Linked DNA regions of Zea mays: region 2 is linked to region 1. The links are chromatin contacts, called in public Hi-C maps. All regions are on one chromosome and are shown on one strand. The core of a region is the stretch at or near the end of the contact, and the rest is flanking DNA. Distances in the headings are between cores, read along the strand shown.

What was found. A called contact is a pair of places that touch in the nucleus more often than the background predicts.
Region 2: a contact with region 1 is called in a Hi-C map of ear, with 2.8 times the contacts expected there. The contact joins the promoter of LOC103647240 here to the promoter of LOC103647239 in region 1. A contact is called at or near these places in 5 of 25 Hi-C or Micro-C datasets (ear, leaf, tassel and 1 more).

The regions. Positions count from the first base shown.
Region 1 is chr2:167,021,597-167,025,009 of Zm-B73-REFERENCE-NAM-5.0, reverse strand. LOC103647239 (peroxidase 50) reads left to right here and starts at 1,970. Exons shown (of 2, transcript XM_008671800.2): 1 at 1,970-2,949; 2 at 3,116-3,371. The coding sequence starts at 2,125. The coding sequence ends at 3,280.
Region 2 is chr2:167,402,132-167,405,446 of Zm-B73-REFERENCE-NAM-5.0, reverse strand. It overlaps LOC103647240, which reads left to right and starts at 1,621. Exons shown (of 2, transcript XM_008671801.3): 1 at 1,621-2,052; 2 at 2,133-2,705. The coding sequence starts at 1,621. The coding sequence ends at 2,705. It overlaps LOC100383162 (RNA binding), which reads right to left. Exons shown (of 18, transcript NM_001175827.1): 18 at 199-487.

The sequences.
Region 1 (3,413 bases), core at 721-3,220:
GGCTTTGGGCTTGCTAAGTAGCGGCCATGCCACAAGACAGGGACCCCCATTAGATTCGACCTTACCTTTCTAGAGAAAGGTGCGACGGATATTGTCAATGCGTTTACGGGCCCAGGTCGCGAGGGGAAAGATCGACAAGTGATAGGTGGGCATGGAGGACAGAATAGATCGAAGACACGAGCATAAGTCTGCATGCACGATTCAGTAGATTTCTTTTCCATCCCGCCAAGAGGTTTTCGATTTTGTTAATCAAAGGTTGGACATGATTTTTTTGGAGTGGACAGTTGTGGAGCTGAAGTCCTAGGTAACGACAGGGGAAGGTCCCTCGGGCCCCTTGGAACAGCTCGAGCACATGGTCTAGGTCGATGCTTTCACAATGTATCAGGTGGATGAAGCTCTTATAAAGGTTGGATGGTGATCAAGCCAGAAACACAGCCAAAGGCGTGCAAAATGTTTTTGACCACCATGATGTCTTCTGTGGAGGGGTTGATAAAGATAGCAGCGTCATCGGCATAGAGCGAAGTTCCCAGTTTTGCTGTAGCTAACGGTAGGGGGAGAGGATCCCATCTTTGGTTGCGAGGTCTAGGATATGTTGTAATGGGTCAATGGCGAGGATGAACATCATAGGGAAGAGGGGGTCCCCTGCCTTACACCTCTCCTGTGTTGGATGGTTTGTCATTGTCACCCGTTGAGGAGGGCTCTCGACATGGTCGGACCAAAAAGAATGGAGATCCACTCACGCCATCGGATCCCAAATCCTATGGTTCGGAGAAATTCTAGAAGATATCCCCAATTAATCATGTCAAAAGCCTTCTGGATGTCGAGCTTCATGAAAAGCGCCGGATTATTCTGCCTGTGCAATCTTACTATGTGGTTTTGAAGGACCTGTTTGGTTTGGGAACTAAAGATTACTACCTCAATGTTAGTCTCATTTAGTCTCCAAATTGTCAAACGGTGGGACTAAAATAGGGGTATCTAGTCCCTCAATAGGTGACTAAAAGGGACTAAACATATAAATTCCACTTTTTGCCTTTATTTTATTTAAGTTGCACTAATAGCAGGAGAATGCTAAGGAGTATTTTGGACCTCTTATGATTTATTTAATATGTTTTAAATACTTTTAGTCAATAGATTCAAACATGGTAATGACTAAACTTTAGTCTACTAACTAAAATTTAGCCCTTGGAGTTAAGGAACCAGACGGGCCCTAAGATTATGACGTTTTCTTGTGCGGTGGTACCTGCCCTTCCGTACCAGCGATTCCGAATGCCAGCGCTCTGAACAAGTACCAGTATGCTTCGTCGGCGAGGAGATTCAGTGGCAGAGGCTGTGCAGTTCCAAAATTCAGCACACCTTGTTGGATTGGCTCGTGATCATAGGCAGATTCAGTGGTAGGACACCTTGTGCGGTGGTACAGGTCTTCTCCATGCTTGCTTCGTGCTTCGTTGGGGTGGACACAGGAAGCTAAGTGGCGCTTGGCAGGATTGAATTTCTCGGCAGTGCGTGTGAAAAGCTGACGACGCGCTCCATTGCTATTGCCTTCGTCCCCGACCGTTTCTTCCTCACGTCCATGGCGGCGGCTTTGGTCTCTGGAGGTGTATGTCGAGGGTGTAGTGGCCTCGGTACATGTCCTCCTTTGAGGACATCTCAGAATGTAGATAGCAGATTCCTATTCAGATAACAAGAGGTCAAAGCAATGCAACAGGTGGAGTGTCCATTAGTGCTACTTGCAAGAGTGCAGTGGGCAAAACCACAGAACGAGCTAATCCGTCGTCTAAATCCACTACTCGATCGAACGACTTCTCTACGCTGACAAAGCATGCAGCTGTGTAATTTATAATCTGAGGATGAGGATGCGATCTCTAGGGTTCCACGCGCACCAAAGGCGCGCACTTTTGCCAGTGGAGGCATGCATGGAGTGCAAACAAGTTCAGCTAGTGCTCTTTTGTCACCTCTCCGATCCGTCGTCGTCGTCTCGAAAACTACATCCACCTCAAAGATTATGTGGTGACGGATCGGCCGCCGGTGGCATATATCGTCGTCATCACTTCACCACTTGCGTCACACCAGCTGCACAGCACATATATAGCATATGAGATTTCGGTGGTGGCGCTCCAGACAATAATGGCCGCCTCCGACAAGCAGGACCTGATGAGGCTTTCAGCGGCGGCGCTCCTGCTGGCGCTGGCCGCGGCTGGCAGCGTCTGCTCGGCGCAGCAGCTCCGTCGCAACTACTACGCGAGCGTGTGCCCGAACGTGGAGTCCATCGTGCGCGACGCGGTGGCGAAGAAGTACCGGGAGACGTTCATCACGGTGGGCGCGACGGTGCACCTCTTCTTCCACGACTGCTTCGTGGAGGGCTGCGACGCCTCCGTGGTGGTGGCGTCCACGCCAAACGCCACCGCGGAGAAGGACCACCCCATCAACCTGTCCCTGGCGGGCGATGGCTTCGACACCGTGATCCGGGCCAAGGCCGCCGTGGACGCCGTGCCGCGGTGCCGGAACAGGGTGTCCTGCGCCGACATCCTGGCCATGGCCACCCGGGACGCCATCGCGCTGGCCGGCGGGCCCGCGTACGCGGTGGAGCTGGGCCGCCTGGACGGGCTGTCCTCCACGGCGACCAGCGTGAACGGGAAGCTGGCGCCGCCGTCGTTTGGCCTGGACCAGCTCACCGCGCTGTTCGCGCGCAACGGGCTCTCGCAGGCCGACATGGTGGCGCTATCGGCGGGGCACACGGTGGGGTTCGCGCACTGCGGAACCTTCTCCGGGCGGGTCCGCGCGGCGGACCCGACGCTGAACCGGAGCCTGGCGGAGAAGCTGGCGGCGTGGTGCCCCGACGGCGTGGACCCGCGGGTGGCGGTGACCATGGACGTGGTCACGCCCAGGGTGTTCGACAACCAGTACTTCCGGAACCTGCAGAGCGGGATGGGCCTCCTGGCGTCGGACCAGGTGCTGTTAGGGGTGGTAATGGATCGTGATCCAAATAGTTCTTCACAAAATGTCAAAGCCCTAAATAAATTATAGTTCAAAAATGACTATAAATAGAGCCCGATCCTAACCCGCTTCGATCCTTAAATCTTATAGTGCAAAATTTATAGCCCATTGTCAGCCCTAGGTGCTGTACACGGACCCCAGGTCTAGGCCCACCGTCGACGCGTTGGCCCGGAGTAAAGTGGCCTTTGAACGGGCCTTTGTGGAGGGGATCACGAAGATGGGCCGGATCGGGGTCAAGACGGGTGCCCAAGGGAACATCCGACGTAACTGCGCAGTGCTCAATTGACCGACCTGATGATGTTTGTTGCCCTGCGCTTGTACTATCTATGAACAAATTTGCCGTGTGTTTATATATGAACAAATTTTTCATGTGTTTACCCGTGAACAAATTGTTGACGACATGGATCGATGACCTAATA
Region 2 (3,315 bases), core at 372-2,871, 380 kb before region 1:
GGAAAATTTCCCTGGGCACTATTTCCACGCGGGCTTCGCTCCCCCGAAAAAGGCCGAGTTCCCCTCCGGAAATCTGACTGCCAAACTAGTCCTTCGCGAGTCAAATGTCCGCTTACTCTGAGAAATGGCCAGCGAGTCAACATGAGTTCCTCCTAACCCCTATCAACACAGCACACGAAGAACCAGAGCGTCACACGTAGTGCCGAACATAACAAATCATGCCACAGTCGAAAATAAAACACAAGTGACGACATCTACCAACTAGGTACGGACACCAGCACGGCAGCACGCTGAAAAATATACACGAGTACATGACCTAAGTTGCAACAATGTACACATACGGGATCTACCATCTACGTATCAGTCTAAATCTAAATCCGGAGTTACACTCATCAGCGTTGGCGAAAGGCTGTGCAGGCACTGAAATTGGGCAGCACAAGGGCTTGTACACTTCCCCAGTCTTTGACTAGCGCTTTATTATTGCGACCTGAAAAATGGAGGGTAAAGTGCGAGCAAAGCGTTAGAGCTGGAAACGCAAGCCATTCATTGATCAGCATCCTATCAAGATCAGAAAAGGAAAACATAAAGACCGTAAGCTAAAAGCCAAAATAGGACTATTCTCTTTTTTTTAAAATAAAGAAAAGCAGACCCGTTGGGTCTAAAAAAGATACAAAACGGAGGAAAGATTTTCCATTGTAAAAGTCGAGGTTGCATAGAAACAGCAACCTAGGATACTTGACAACAAACCTTTTCATCCCTTCGGGACAAGTCAAATTGGTGCTTGCTTGTTGCATTTTACATAATTGGATACTTGCACATGGTGTAGATGAGGTTGTTCCTCTAGACTACTTCGGAGTCTAATAGGCTGTTTGGTTTGAGGAATGAGCTAGTCCATCATCTTCTCACTCTTCACTTTTTTTTTGTTTGGTTTATGGAATGGAATGAGTTGATCCATCATCACCTCATTCCTTATAGTTAGTTAGTACTAATATGAGGAATGAGGTCATCCCACCAAATTTGAGGAATGGACCCATGATGCACCACCACATTTTGGATGGAGTGATTACTCAAACCAAACACCCCCTAAGACTATCTCTAGCAGAATCTATCCCTATTTCAAACTCCACTCTGCAAACAGTGCAATCTACAGTGCAAAACAGTACTTTGCACGGCCGTTTACACGGCTTGCTGGAGATGGCCTAATAATATTGCATCCCATGGCCATGGTGTTAAAATGGATGACAACTCTGCTTGTGTATCACTTAGGGATGAATTGGCTAATCTTATGAGGGCAAATAGGGGCCACTCCTAGAATCATGTAATAGGTTTTATGTTATTTCTTGAGTTGTGATACTATCATGGGCACACTGCTGTGATGAATCTTTTTTATTACCTAAGGCAACGAGTAAACTGTTGTGGTCAATCTTTTTTTATTGGCTGAGGCAATGAGCATATTGATGTGATGAATTTTCTTCCATTAACTGAAGCAATGGGCATAATGCTATGATGATTTTTTTTACTAGCTGAGGCAATGGACATAATGCTATGATGATTTTTTTTTACTAGCTTCACCATCTTGAATTTTTTTTTCATGTTGGGTTCAACCATTGACATTAGGGCATGGAGGAAAAACAAGAAATTATGGAACTATATGAGAGCATTTCTAATGCTATAACACGAGCTGATGCGCAAGCTGGTAGCCAGCCTGTAGGTGCTCCTGCAGCTGTCATTACCGCTGCCCAGCAAGCAAGGCAATCTATGAGGTGGACCAATGTCATGTCCTCATTTGTTCTTCGCCGCTTCTGCCAACTTATCTCAACCGGGGTCAGAACAGATAAGGGTTTCAAGGAGGTCCACTTAAACCAAGTCGCTAGGGACCTTCAGGAGTTCACGGGAAATAATGTGACTAGGACTCAAGTCTATAACCACTTGCGTAAGTGGAGGAATAGGTGGCTGAGAGTGACCAAGCTTAGAGAAATGAGTGGCGCTTTGTGGGATGAGGATAACTCCATGATCAGTCTAGAGGAAGAGCACTATAATGGCTATGTTAAGGTGTGGTAGGCATGTTGCATAACAATTTAACATTTTCAGATTGGATAGTTTCTAATTAGTTCACATGCATTTCATTTTAGGCTCACCCTAAGGATGCTGAACTCTTGAATAAGCCAATAGAAAACTACCAGCAGATGCAGATTACATTTGGCAATGGACTAGCCACAGGAAAGTTTGCTATGGGTTCTAATCAGCCTTTGGGATCTCCATCTGACTGGTCTGAGAGCTCTCTTAAGTATGATGAGTCTCCTAAAGGGTTTGGGGATGAAGACAAGCATCAGGATGTTGGTGGCAAAGCTGGGGGTAGTGGCAACCACCAGGATCCTGGTGCTAATGCTGGTCGTAGTGGTTCTGGGGTGGGCAAGAAGAGAAAGAGGACAATGCTAACTGAGGAGGATACTACTGTGCTTAGTGGCATGACTGCTGCAATCAACAATGTAGCTGAAGCTATTAGGGAGACCAAGGTTGAAGATGTCCATCCTGACCTCTATGCTGCTGTCATGTTTGTGTCTGGTTTCACAGATGAAGCCTTGATTGTTGCCTACTCTCATCTAGCAGACAACAAGGCTCTTGGGTCAGCATATGTGCAGATGTCTGATTCTCACCGTGTGTTATGGCTGAGGACTTTCTTGGCCATGCACTACTACAACTAGTTCTGAATGCTTTAGTGCTGGTTGATCAAACTTTTGTCCAGGCAGCAATTGGTGGCTTATTTTGTGCAGCAGGAACCCCTACTTAGCACTAGTGCCCCATTTTGTGCAGGATCCTAGTGTCGACATATTTTGTGCAGTGAATCTGACCTTGCATTCTTTTGTGCAGTTGATCTGGTCTTTGCATTCTATTATGCACTTGATCTGATCCTGCGTTAATTACATAGAGACTGTTGCATAACCTATTCTATCTAGGCTCTCCATTGTGACTGGATGTGGCTGATATGTTGTACTGGGTTTTTGCTGTTCTGATGCAACTTTATTAATCAGAGCTGATGACCTTTAGCCAATGTTCTTGTTGTTCTGATGCATCTTTACTAATCTGAGCTGTACACAATCTGAGCTTATGTCCATTGCCAATGATGTACTAGTTTTTTTACTTTTGATTGTATTCTTGACATTGGGATAGTAGTGGTGAGCTCACCACTGCTGTGCAGGGGTGCCCACACCAGAATATATGCAGGCGTCCAAACAAACCCATTGATGCATCTGTTTTGAATTTACATATACAAACTAGCAACCAATCACCATCTCCATTTGGCCAGATTCCCTG